2 separate regions of the Triticum aestivum genome follow, and region 1 is linked to region 2. The links are chromatin contacts, called in public Hi-C maps. All regions are on one chromosome and are shown on one strand. The core of a region is the stretch at or near the end of the contact, and the rest is flanking DNA. Distances in the headings are between cores, read along the strand shown. Region 1 holds the start of LOC123072044 (CBS domain-containing protein CBSCBSPB1). Region 2 holds the start of LOC123072043 (calmodulin-binding transcription activator 4).

Region 1 (6,210 bases), core at 3,463-5,962, 260 kb before region 2:
AAATGTAAAAAATATGATTTTTGATGAATTTTGAATTTTTTAAAAACTGGCCTCATTGGAGTTCGGCCTCCAAAAGGGATTTTCGCATGCAGAAAGTGCTTTTTAAAATAGGAAAAAGAGTTATTATACTGCTGCTGCACTTAAACACATGTTGGTTGGTTTGGCACATTAGTACCTGATACATGTACAAGACTTCATTGCAAATCTTTGAGAAGTGAACGAAATGGTTTGGCACATAGGCTTGCATCCGCTCTTCGTTAACGCTAACCCTGACTCCGCGACATCGGACCTCTCTGGCTTAGGGGCTGTATGTGAGTACTAAGTGAGAGCGTGGGCTTACGTCTGCCGAGCTCCATGGAGCTATTGTTTAAAAGTTTTAAAAATATTCAAAAAATCATTGAAAACTTGTGTATGTTTAGTATGGATCAGTGAAACTTTGTTAGAAAATATTGTGATTTGTAGGCTACACTATAAAACAAAAATTCGGCCCAACAACAAAATAATGGCCCATTTTGCAATACATATTTTTTCTATGCCATGCGTAAAAGTATATTGTTATAAAATTTCGCACGAACGCACTATACATGTGTATGTGTATTGACATATTTTATGCTGTATTTCTTTTGTGATACATAAATATCATGTTTTTTTATTGGGCTCCCTGGAGCCGGGACTACATTAGCATTTTTGGTAATAACTGGCCCGTGGCTCACAAAATGGGGAGCCGTTGTGTCTCGCCCGCAGCAAGACACAGACCCTAATCATGGAGGTACATGTACACCAGTCTTTTATTTTTGTTTATATTATCAGAAATATTATAAATACATATATTCCAAAACAACTTTAGGTACTTATAATAAATAAATAAAAATATTCGCCACTAATTTGAAAATTGTTACCAAGGTGTAATTTTTATAGAAGTGTAAAATTAAGAATGTTGATAGATAGTATTCAAAACAAATGCTCGTGCTATTTCAAAAATGATCACACATTTCAAGAAAATGTACATGACAATTTTGAAAAAAAAATATGATGTAAAAGAATGTTCATATAATTCTTTTTTAACATAGTACAGATGCAGACGCTCATACCTACACACATACACCTACCCCTATGAATGCATGCACGCACACCAATACCCCTATGATCCTCTCCGAGAGACTGGGCCTGCACATCGTCTTGAAATTGACAAAGTTGTGAGAGATGCCTTCGTAGTCCAAGAGAGCGTATTCTCCCACTGGACGCACATCGCCAGAAGCTCTGAAACAAATCAAAAAAAATGTGACCACCAATATCAAGTTTAGGATTTGAACTTTGATGGGTTGGTTCCACAACAAAGAAGCTAACCATCTGAGTTACGCTCAGTTCACAATGTTTATGTAATTTAAAAATGATGTTTTGTACCACTAAGAAAAGTACACTACATTTGAAAAATATGTTTCCAAGATTTTTAATAAATTTTTATACAATGTAAAAAATGTCCACATAGTTAAAAAATGTTTTGTAATATTCAAAAAATGGTTCAACGTGTATTTGGAAGATATTTAACACATATTTGAAAACATGTATTCAAAAAAATGATAATCATGTATTTAAAAACAAATGTATATATTTATATGCACATAGAAAAATGTACAATTTCTATGAAAAAATAGATATCAAAAAATATATTTTAAAAAAGGTAAATGTATACAAAAGTATTCTTGACATATAAAAAATGTAGAGTGTGTATAAAAAATGAAGATATATGTTTAAAAAATAAAAAAAAGAATAAAACAGATGAAAAACAAAGAAAACCAAAGAGAAAAAGAAAAACCAAAGAAAATTAGAAAACCTGAAGAAACCCGCTACAAACATTGAAAACCTCTATAAGAAAACCACAAAGAAAAAAACTTTGTCTGCATCTACAGTTTTGTGCCGATCCCGCAACACTGCACCCATTGCAACTTGTACATTTATATGTTTTGAGATTGCTGTTTGTGACAAACAAAACAACAACTAGGTCTAGCAATGGGCTAGAAAAATAGTCCTAGCGAATCGCAAGGCACCACAAGAGACATTGGGCCTTATAAAACAGTATAAAACAAGCTCAAGTGTTGCAGTTTGTCCACCCTTTCTAACAAACAAACTCAGATAGTTCCCGCGGAAGCTGCAACACTTCTTGAGGGCCTGAAGCTAGTCGAGAGTATGGGTTGCAATAACATCTTCATGCAGATGGACAACATCATTGTAGTAAATGCTCTACGACTCACCGAAGGACAAATCGATGGTGGCTGCTCCAATTTTGGATGATTGCAAGGAACTACTTAGAGATGTCGCGAAGGTTAATCTTAAGCATTGTAATAGATAGTCAAATATAACAGCTCATGTGCTAGTTGAGCATGGGCGTGCAAACAATCCATCTATGTGGTTGAGGCACCTCCGGGTTTTATTGCCAATTTTTTGGCAGATGATGTATCCATTTTTTATTTTAATAAAGCTAGCCATGAAGGCCTTCCCGTCAAAAAGAAAACTCAATTAGTTTTTTTTAAGGATTCAACACTAAAGACACAAGTATTACCAATGTCTGGTTGATAGCTAAGACTTAAAAAGACATATTGATGTAGGCCAAGCCCTTCTTTGCCCAATCTTTATGATTTGGTGGTGGAATTGGGGAAGAACAAAAGAAAAACAAAAAGGGGGAACACACAATAATAATATCCACATCACACATGTTCTCTCTCAACATCCAAATCAAGATACATCTTGAATCTACAAGCAACAAGCAATAAACTAAAAGGGTAGGCTCTTCCCAAATCTCTATGGGCGAGATGAGGTCTTGATTATACACTTAGAGATCCTTCTCCAAGTTGGAGGTCTTGATGATTTATGATGAGATCCTTCTTCAGGTTGGAGGTCTTGTTCCTCTAGGAGGAGGTATAAGGCGCAAAACTCTCCCAGTGTCTAAGTGTATACTTTGCTAACCATATGATGGAGGAGGGGGAAGAGTATATATAGTCATGGGCAAATGAAGGGGTGAGTAAGGGTACAAGGGTTATTTCCCCATGGTTGCTCGCAGGCAATCCCGTGTGCATGAAGGAGGGTTCGTGGGTAAATGACCCATGTGCACGGGGTGTTCAGAGAGCTGGACGCAGTCCGTGGGCATGGGGGGCCACATGCCATGCACACCGGGTATCCAGAGGGCTTCGCGGTTGTTAGCCTTCATGTGGACACTCGTCGATGCTTGTGGAACCTTGCCTTCATCTTCACGGTTCCTGCTTTGCTTCCATGTTTCCCTCACGAATGGCGTGGGTGGTCGCTTGTGCATGACTTCCTCCATTGCACGTTCATCATTGGCCCAACACGTATATGTGCAAATGGTAGGATGGTCAAGTAGTACCATCCTCGAGAGAACCAAGAAGGCACACATAAAGGATATAATCCACCTTAGTATATGTGATGTGTGTGTCCCTTGGCGATGGAGCCAAGTCCATGGCGATACCCTAGGGTGCTCCGCACCCCTCCTCGGACCGAGATCCTAATCACCATTGGAAAGAGTGGTGTGGCCGTGCAGTATTTGGTGCACACCGTGAACTCATTATCTTGATGTTATATAGAGTCACTATCCAATGTTAGTCCTCCATCCATGAGATGTATCATGCAAATAACAAGTAGAAAACAACAACGAAAATGTAGCTGGTTCATTAAACTCATATCAAGATGGCCCAGACGAAGAAAGTTCACCTTCAGAAGGTTCCAGAAGAACTTGCCGCGCACCATAGTGCATATTGTGTCTCCGAAAACATGCCTAATGATGGTACCACCTTGTGTTCCATTTATGATCAACACACAACGGACATTTTGTTCGGATTAGTGCCTCCCATCTTTCAAAAGCAATTCCTTATGGTCGTGACTTCGTAACCATCTGAAACATTTTGTTCAGAGAAGTAGCCTCCCACCGTTCTCGTTGGACTTCTTTGTACCAGTTTCGGTGATTTCACATGTGGATGAGGGCGCGGGAGCAACTGGAGCTGTCTTACGAGATAGCTCAGGAGTGTTTATTGCCGCTTCTTGTTCATTTCGACAGTATGCCATGGATGTTCCCTCTATGGAAGCGTTAGCCCTCTTGGAAGGACTGCGATTGGCAGAGCATTTGGGTATTTATGCACTGGTTGTGGAGTCCGACTCACAGGAGATAGTACAAGCTATGGAGGATCCTTCGGAGTACCGTGCTTCGGCTGCGATGTTGACGGATGATTGCCGACAGGTGTTGAGTTCCTTCGGCAGGGCGACGATTGTTCACTGTGCTGGGGAGAGTAATGGGGTAGCGCATTGGCTAGCCAGGACTAGTTATAGAAGGAAGTTAAATGAGGCCTCGCAAGAGCATCCCCTGATTTCTTAATTCCCTCCCTTGTAACTGATATGATTATTATGTAATAAAGGTCACCGAGGTTCAAAAAAAAACTCATAAAAAAAACCTGCTCTTTCAACTTACTTGACTCGATAAAGAGAGAAAAAATTTCAGAATAATCTCGAGAAAGAAAAGAAAGCAAGTTGGGTCAACCCAACGAAATGGGAGAGATGCCCACTAGGCGTACGTCACGTGGAGCACGAGCAAGTGTACGCTGCGTCGGGTGCACGCAGCAGCGTGCCCGTGCAAAACGAACCTTTCGCGTCAGAGAAAATGGGAGCAGCTCCAACCAAAATAATCCGGCTTTTTCCTTCCGCCAGGCTAAAAAAAGCAAAGATTCCAATTGGTCGAACGAGTTTAGCCGCAGCCGCAGCCTCGGCCTCCCTTCCGCCTCCGTCTCCTCCCATCTATCCGGATCGCCGCGGCCTCCTCCCCGGATCAGCGCCGCCGTCGGTCGGAGAGCCTCCCCCTTTCCCGCGGCGGCTCGAGGATGGACGGCGCCGGGGGCGGGGGAGGAGGGCCGCACCCCTCCCGGAGGAGCATCTCCTCGGCCGCCGGCCCCAGGAGGAGGGGGCCGTCCATGGAGAACGGCCACGACGCCGCCGCCGCCAGGAGGTCCTCCGCCACCATCTCCCGCACCACCTCGTACGTGATTATCCCCCGCCCTTGCTATTGATTCGTTGCTATGAGTCATTTCCACGCTGGTAGCGTCGCTGTTGGGTCGCGCGATGCCGTGCAGGCACGGGGTAGCTTACGGGGCTCTTACGGAATAGCTTTCTGGTCGAGCGCTAGTTTGCTCCTTAGGCTAAGGGCTAGATTTGATTTGAAGCAATCGCTGCGGGCCGCAAGAACCATTTTACTTTTAGTCAGCGAGCGACATGATTGGTACACAGCCACAGGCATTATGATTAACCTGTAAATCTCATTATCTATCTATTATGATTGGCATCCTGCATATCTGCGTATGCATGATTGTGGAATTTGGAATCTGTAAGACGGCGGCACCAGATGTTTCTTGATGCAAAGTGGAATACAGCTGAAATCGCATGAGATGTGGTTGTAACTGAAAAATGTTGCCTCCCTCAGGATGGTGACTGGGGAGAGAACCGTTAAGAGACTGAGACTGTCCAAGGCACTGACGATACCGGACCACACCACTGTGTACGAGGCCTGTCGGAGGATGGCCGCGCGTAGAGTTGATGCCGTGTTGCTGACGGACTCCAACGCGCTGCTCTGCGGGATCCTTACTGACAAGGTGAGGTAGATCTTTCTTCTCTTCATCTGCTCCAGGTGATGCCTGGTAGACCAATCATTCTAACTATGTGCTGCGTTTTGCGGGCTCGTATCAGGACATAACCACAAGGGTTATTGCTCGTGAATTGAAGCTAGAAGACACACCAGTTTCCAAGGTCATGACTAGAAACCCTCTCTTTGTTCTCGGGGACACTCTCGCGGTCGAGGCATTGCAGAAAATGGTGCAAGGTTTGTGAATGTTCCTCCTGATACTTGGGATGCCTTCTTACTTCTTATCTTAATAATGTTGGCTGAAAAAGTGTCACATGATTCCAGGTAAGTTCAGACATTTACCTGTTGTGGACAATGGGGAAGTCATTGCGCTACTGGACATAGCCAAGTGCCTATATGATGCTATTGCACGAATGGAAAGGGCAGCTGAGAAAGGAAGAGCAATCGCTGCTGCTGTTGAGGGTGTTGAGAAGCATTGGGGAACATCTGTATCTGGTCTGTAGTCTGTTATGTTTCACTTGTATCAGTTTCTTGTATGATAGCCACTAAACGTTACTGTCATGAGTCAGCAATTT
Region 2 (6,340 bases), core at 2,806-5,305:
TCGGGTGGATGTGAACTGGCTTTGTCTCACCGGACGACTGAAACGCTGATTCTGTAGCGGGCTTCTTAGCTCGCAACAAATCACTTGGGTCCGCATTTCTCTGGTGTTCCTACCACTCTTCTGCTACCATCTGAGCGTAGGTGATCTTTGAGCCTTTCTGAAAGCACTCTTTCGCCTTCTTCCGATTGCCAGTAACAGTGATCACACCTTTGGGGCCAGGCATCTTCAATTTGAGGTACACGTAACATGGTCGAGCCATAAAACGTGCATAAGCTGGCCTGCCCAAAATAGCATGATAGGCACTCTGGAAATCCACAACCTCAAATGTCAACTTTTCCTTGCGGAAATTTTTGGAATCACCGAAAACCACATCAAGAGCAATCTGGCCGACTGATGCAGCCTTCTTGCCAGGAATGACTCCATAGAAACTCATGTTGTTGGTACTGAGTCTGGACATCGGAATGCCCATCCCTTTTAGCGTCTCTATGTACAGTATATTCAAGCTACTGCCACCATCCATCAACACTTTAGTCAGTCGAGTGCCTTTGACGACTGGGTCAACCACCAGAGCTTGCCTCCCAGGGGTGGCTATGTGTGTCGGGTGATCGGACTGGTCGAACGTGATGGCAGTTTGAGACCATTTCAGATAATTGGGAGTCTCCGGAGCAACCATATTCACTTCTTGGTTGATAACTTTCAATCGACTTTTGCTCTCAACGTCAGCAAAAATCACCAGAGTGGAATTGACCTGGGGATATTCCTCATCACTATCCCCCTTGTCCTCAACTTTGTCCGACTCCTTTTCCTTATCTTTGGGTTGTTTCCCTTGAAATTGTTGTATCAAGAGCCGACACTGTCGAGTGGTATGTTTTGGGTAAATGAAGTTACCCTCTTCATCTTTCTTCGTGTGGATGTGGCATGGCAAATCCAGCACGTCATTTCCCTCCTTGTCTTTCACCTTCTTGGGGTTCCAAGGTCCTTTGGGCTTCCCTTTAAACTTTCCTTGAGTCACGGCCAATGCTTCTCCAGGAGCAGCTGGCTCGGCTTTTCGCTTTTGCTTCCGACTGGAGTTCCCTCCTCCGGTTTCCTGGGCGACTGACTTGTGCTTGCCACCCATAGCCGATCTTCTTCTTCACCATTGGCATATTTGGTGGCTATCTCCATCATTCGACTCACAGACATGTCTCCGGTTCAACCGAATTTCAGGCTTAGCTCTCTGTACTTAACGCCTTCCTTGAAGGCACAGACCGCCTGGTGATCAGATACATTCTCTACCGTGTGATGTAATGTGATCCATCTCTGGATGTAATCTCTCAAAGTCTCATCCGACTTCTGCACACAAGTTTGCAACTCTGTCAGTCCTGCTGGTCGCTTGCATGTTCCTTCAAACGTTCTAACAAACACCCGGGAAAGATCTTCCCACGTGTAAATGCTGCTGGGTGTCAACTGATTCAACCATGCTCTCACCGATCCTTCCAACATAAGAGGCAGATGTTTCATGGCCACCTCATCATTTCCAACGCCGATCTGGACAGCCACTCGGTAGTCTTCAAGCCAAGTATCAGGCTTAGACTCACCATTGAACTTACTGACTCCAGTCGCCAACCTGAAGTTGGGGGGAATCACCGCGGCCCTGATGGCTCTGCTGAAACACTCTGGTCCTGGGACATGCACTCGGCTGTTGGTGGGTACATCTCTGTCGTGACCCTCTCGGTGAGCTCTGTTCCTGTCGACCAGACCTTGAACGATGATGGATCTCGCGTCAAAGCCTGGTTCCCTGGGGTCGACTGGAATCCTTCGCCCACCACTGTGCTGGCGTCTATCATCCTGTTGTCGAGGTGCGTACGATCCACCCCTTGAGGGAGGGGTGGGCACTCGACGTTGATCATCGCGATCGAATCGGTGATCATACTGCTCACGGTTCTTGTACTGATCGTGCCGGTCTCCACGCCCCTCACGCCTCGGGGGCGATCTGGGGCTATGAGCCGACTGGACTGTATTCGCAGCTACGGATCTGCTGTGAATCCTATTCCACGACTGTGATACAGCTAAATTTTGATCTCCTGCTGCCCGGAGCAAATCTCTGATCTGCATCAAGCCTCTGCCAGCCTCTGACTGGGAAGGCTGAATTGACTCTGCTATACGGGCTGCAGCTGCTAAATTCTGAATCGGAGTTCGATATACCCGAGTCGGTGGTGGAAAGAGCTGACGCCGACTGGAGTCCGGAACCCGTTGCCGCGCACGCTCGTCGAGTGCTCGCTGAAGGTTCTCCAGTCGAGTGCGCTCAGCCAAGTTGGCCAAGCGCGCGTCCTCTAAGGCACGAGCCTCAGGGGTTTCTCCAACGATAGGAGTGTGAAGTGCATCCATGTTCCGGCGGCGAAGTTCTTCCCTTTGCAGCAAAGTGAGGGGCTCGGGGTGATACTCCTCATGGGCACGCGACGGGTCGCCTCCGTCGTCGCCGGGAAAACCGGGAGGACCGCGTGGTCCATCGACCATCAGAACCTCCGCCGCTGGATCACTAGTGTCGCATTCGGATGCAGTCTCTGCAGAGCCAGTCGACAGGTCGAATAGGCCGTAGAGAGATTCGTCGGGCTCGATTGCCGCGACTTGAGGGGTGGCCGACTAGCGGGCCGCCGCGTGCCTCACCCACCGCTGAAGCCTTGACCGACCGGAGCGCTTGCGCCGGCGGGAAGCAGGGAGGGAGGATGACACAACGACCGACCGATACTGGGTCAACGGTTGTCGTAGGAGGACGTCACGGACGCACGCGCGAAAGTGCGTCGCTCCGCGGACTGGGAGCGTGTCGATGTTGAGTGGAGCCTCCTGAAGCCAAGCAAAGTCGTCGGCGATGAACGTGAGCGCGCCGAGATGGATCTCGCGGCCCTCGACCAAAACTCCGCTTGAAACCATGATGAAGGAGATCGAAAAAATTGTAACTTCTTCAATAAGTCGCTAAGACACCTGCCCCACGGTGGGCGCCAACTGTCGTGGTTCTAAGTCTGACAGTAGTGTAGGGGGTACTAATGGAGAGGCAAGATCCTAGCTATGGAGTAGTTGTATACGCACGAGTTTTACGAGTTCAGGCCCTTCTCGGAGGAAGTAACAGCCCTACGCCTCGGAGCCCGGAGGCGGTCGACTGGATTATATGTGTATAAGTTACAGGGGTGCGAACCCTTTACACTGAGGAGGGGGTGGCTTATATAGAGTTCGCCAGACCCCTCCAGCCCTCAGTTATGCAGGTTTAAAGTACATTAAGACAGGGGGTTACTGGTAACGCCCACATAAAGTGCTATGAAGACCATAAAGGCTACTTAATGACATACTGTTACGTGCAGAGTGACTTTAGGTTTCCTATTGGTCGAGTGCTTGGTTTCGTGGTCGAGTATCTTCGAGTCCGTCGAGTGGAACCTTTGCAGGTCGACTGAAAGGTGATGTCTTCTAGAGATGTCCTTGGGTAGGGTGTCTTGGACAAGTCCATGACCCTACCCTAGGTACATGGTTTCATCAGGCGCCGCCGGCCTACGTCGACCTCGTCAGCGACGATGACGACACCGGCGGCCAGTGAAGACGGCGACGGCACCGACGGGCGCGGCAGGAGCGCGCGGGAGGCTTTTTTTATTTTGTTTTTATGTTAATTATGAAACTGGGCCGTTTAAGTGGATTGAGAGAGTGGGCCATTTTATGGCCGTGACCCCTATATATGTTTTATATTTTTTTAAATGCGTTTATTTACTTTTTAAGTCATTTCATTCTAGTTTTTATATTTTTTTATCCACGTCCACTCCCGACATGATTTGGGGTGCGGCCGCGCGGTGGACGCACGCACGACCCAACGGACAAAGCCAGATACGGACAAATCCATCAGCATCTCAAACGGACAAAATCCGGCCAATCCGGACGTCCATTGGGGTCGTGTGCGGTGGAGTTTTTTTTTTTTTGAAACGTGTGCGGTGGAGTTGGCCTCACATCAGTGAAGCTCAGTCCCCTGTCTCCGGTGTGAGGAATCCGCCGCGCAGTTTCTCCTCTCCCCTCCTCCCCTCTCACGTGTTCATCGTTCTCCTCCCTACTAATCCCCCTCCCCCTCCCTCTCCGGCCTCACTGGAACAACTGCCGCTGCTCGGCGCGACCGACTGGCATCTCTGGACCGGAGCGAGTGATTGCGTGTCCCAGATCCAACAGTATAGTACAGTATTCAAGAAGTGGTGCCACCCACCGCAAACACCTGGGGGGTAGTTGGCGGCGACCCGGCCATTCAAGTCCGACCTCACCTCGGTGGCGCCTGCGGATATTCGGTGCCCTCGCCACTCCACCCGCCGCGCGAGTTCTTGGTCCGCTCGCCGGAGTTCGTCGGGCCGCCGCGATGCAGCAGCAGCAGCAAGGTAAAGGCTGGATTCCACGGTTCCCAAGTTGCAATCTTTCGCCGTGTCCTGTGCGGTTCCTGCGGCTGATTTTGGATTTTGGTTACCAAGCGCCGGGGGGTTAGGTTTGGGTGCTGTGGGGTGGGAGTAGTAAATACTAGGTCTATGGATTTGGTTCCGGATCCTGTATATTGCTGCTTCATAGCTCATGTTCCTGATTCACCTAGCTGCTATGTTTCTTTCTTTTTTGTAAATACTTTCAAACCATGATCCTATCTACTACTCCTAGTAAATACTCTCTTTTTTTTTAGAAATATCGGAGTAGTAAATACTTTGGAACCATGATCCCTCCTGCTGTTATGTTCCTTTTGTTGTAAAGTGGTGATCCCCCAGCTTCGTTAATGAACTGGGAAATATAACCTTATTTGCAATGCGTTCCTAATGATCTGTTTTGTGAAAAGTTTGTTACATTTTTGTTCTTCCGATTTGGGTGCCGGATCCTATCTATGCTGCTTCATAACCCATGTTCCTGATTCACCCAGTGCTCTGAAAACCATGATCCCTCCTGCCTGCTGTTATGTTTCTTTTGTTGTTAAATGGTGACCCACCCTGCTTCGTTAATGAGCTGTCACGGGTTCACTTATTTGTGATGCGTTCTTAATGATGTCATTTATATCTTCGCTGGTTGGTGACGAGTTTGTTGCATTTTGTTCTTCCAATTCAGGTCTCGACATACAAAATCTGCAGCGGGAGGTGAAGACGCGATGGCTCAAGCCCAGAGAGGTTCTCGACATATTGCGGAACTGCGAGCTGTTCGGGATCCAAAACAGGACCCCTCAGAGGCCACCGAGTAATAAAACCATCCTTTTGTTTTCTTGCTTGCGAGATATCTGATTTAATCTAATGCGTGCCCTGGGTGAAATTACAGGTGGTTCTTGGTTCCTTTTCAACCGTAGGGTACATCGGTTCTTCCGGAATGATGGGTATCAATGGCAAAAAAAGAGGAATGGGAAGAGTGGTAACGAAGCACACGAGTACCTTAAGGTCTGTTCAATGTTTATCTTCTCTAGTCTAGTAATAGGAGTCCAAGTGTTAATCATAGTATTTTAGTAAGAGGAAGGAAATCCAATAAATAGTTGGTAAGCTTTGTTGCTATGACTCAATCAGATGAGCTGCATAGTTAATGTGCTTTCCTCGTTTGACCCTACAAATTTCAGGTTGACAATGTAAAGGCACTGAATTGCTACTATGCTCGTGCAGAAAATAACCCTACATTCATGAGGCGGATATATTGGATGCTTGAACCGTGAGTACTCTGGTTACTTGTAGGGGGAATATGTTATGCACTGTATTCTATGCTTCCCATAAGCTTTTCTTGTGTCTTGGATGTTTATGAATTGTGATTTCCTTAGAACACAAACCCAATAGCAACTTTGTATGTGTGCTCCTCATGGAGGATTTTTTGAATGGGAACTCAGGGAGGAATATATAAGCAGTCCATGGCCACGTGTCATTTTCTTTTCTTGCTTCTATGGTAAAGCCTGTTGCATTAATTCATATTCACAAGTTATTCTGTCTACGGTCGTTACTTTGAAGTTTCAGCATCCATCTGAGATGTTCCCAACAGATAGAAACCAACATTCACCAATTCCTTGCAGACATGTTAAAATTTGCAATGGTCTACTATGTTCTCCCATATTTTCTGATGATGTGAAACAGTGCAAGAGACTTTATTCCTAAGGGCAATCCTATATTTTTACTAGGAGTCTCCAAAATAGGCACAGCAATTCTTGTACTTGTAAGTTCCAGAAAATATTGGTATTATACCCTGTTATTACTATGACTTCTACTGTTGGGGTGTGGGTTATGATTTGCTGTTATTTTCCCCGTGAATAACAATTTTTTATTTGTAGATTTCAGTTCACATTTAATGGAAGCAATTCATCTTTGCAGGGCTTATGAGCACATTGTTCTTGTCCACT

Evidence for each region. A called contact is a pair of places that touch in the nucleus more often than the background predicts.
Region 1: a Hi-C map of leaf shows a contact between it and region 2, with 5 times the contacts expected there. The contact joins the promoter of LOC123072044 here to the promoter of LOC123072043 in region 2. A contact is called at or near these places in 3 of 5 Hi-C or Micro-C datasets (all in leaf) and 1 of 1 datasets of contacts at active chromatin or transcription factors (leaf).

Annotation. Positions count from the first base shown.
Region 1 is chr3B:730,914,179-730,920,388 of IWGSC CS RefSeq v2.1, reverse strand. LOC123072044 (CBS domain-containing protein CBSCBSPB1) reads left to right here and starts at 4,712. Exons shown (of 14, transcript XM_044495604.1): 1 at 4,712-5,035; 2 at 5,477-5,645; 3 at 5,740-5,872; 4 at 5,960-6,130. The coding sequence starts at 4,881.
Region 2 is chr3B:730,657,759-730,664,098 of IWGSC CS RefSeq v2.1, reverse strand. LOC123072043 (calmodulin-binding transcription activator 4) reads left to right here and starts at 4,055. Exons shown (of 12, transcript XM_044495602.1): 1 at 4,055-4,379; 2 at 5,083-5,208; 3 at 5,287-5,402; 4 at 5,576-5,664; 5 at 6,312-6,340. The coding sequence starts at 4,361.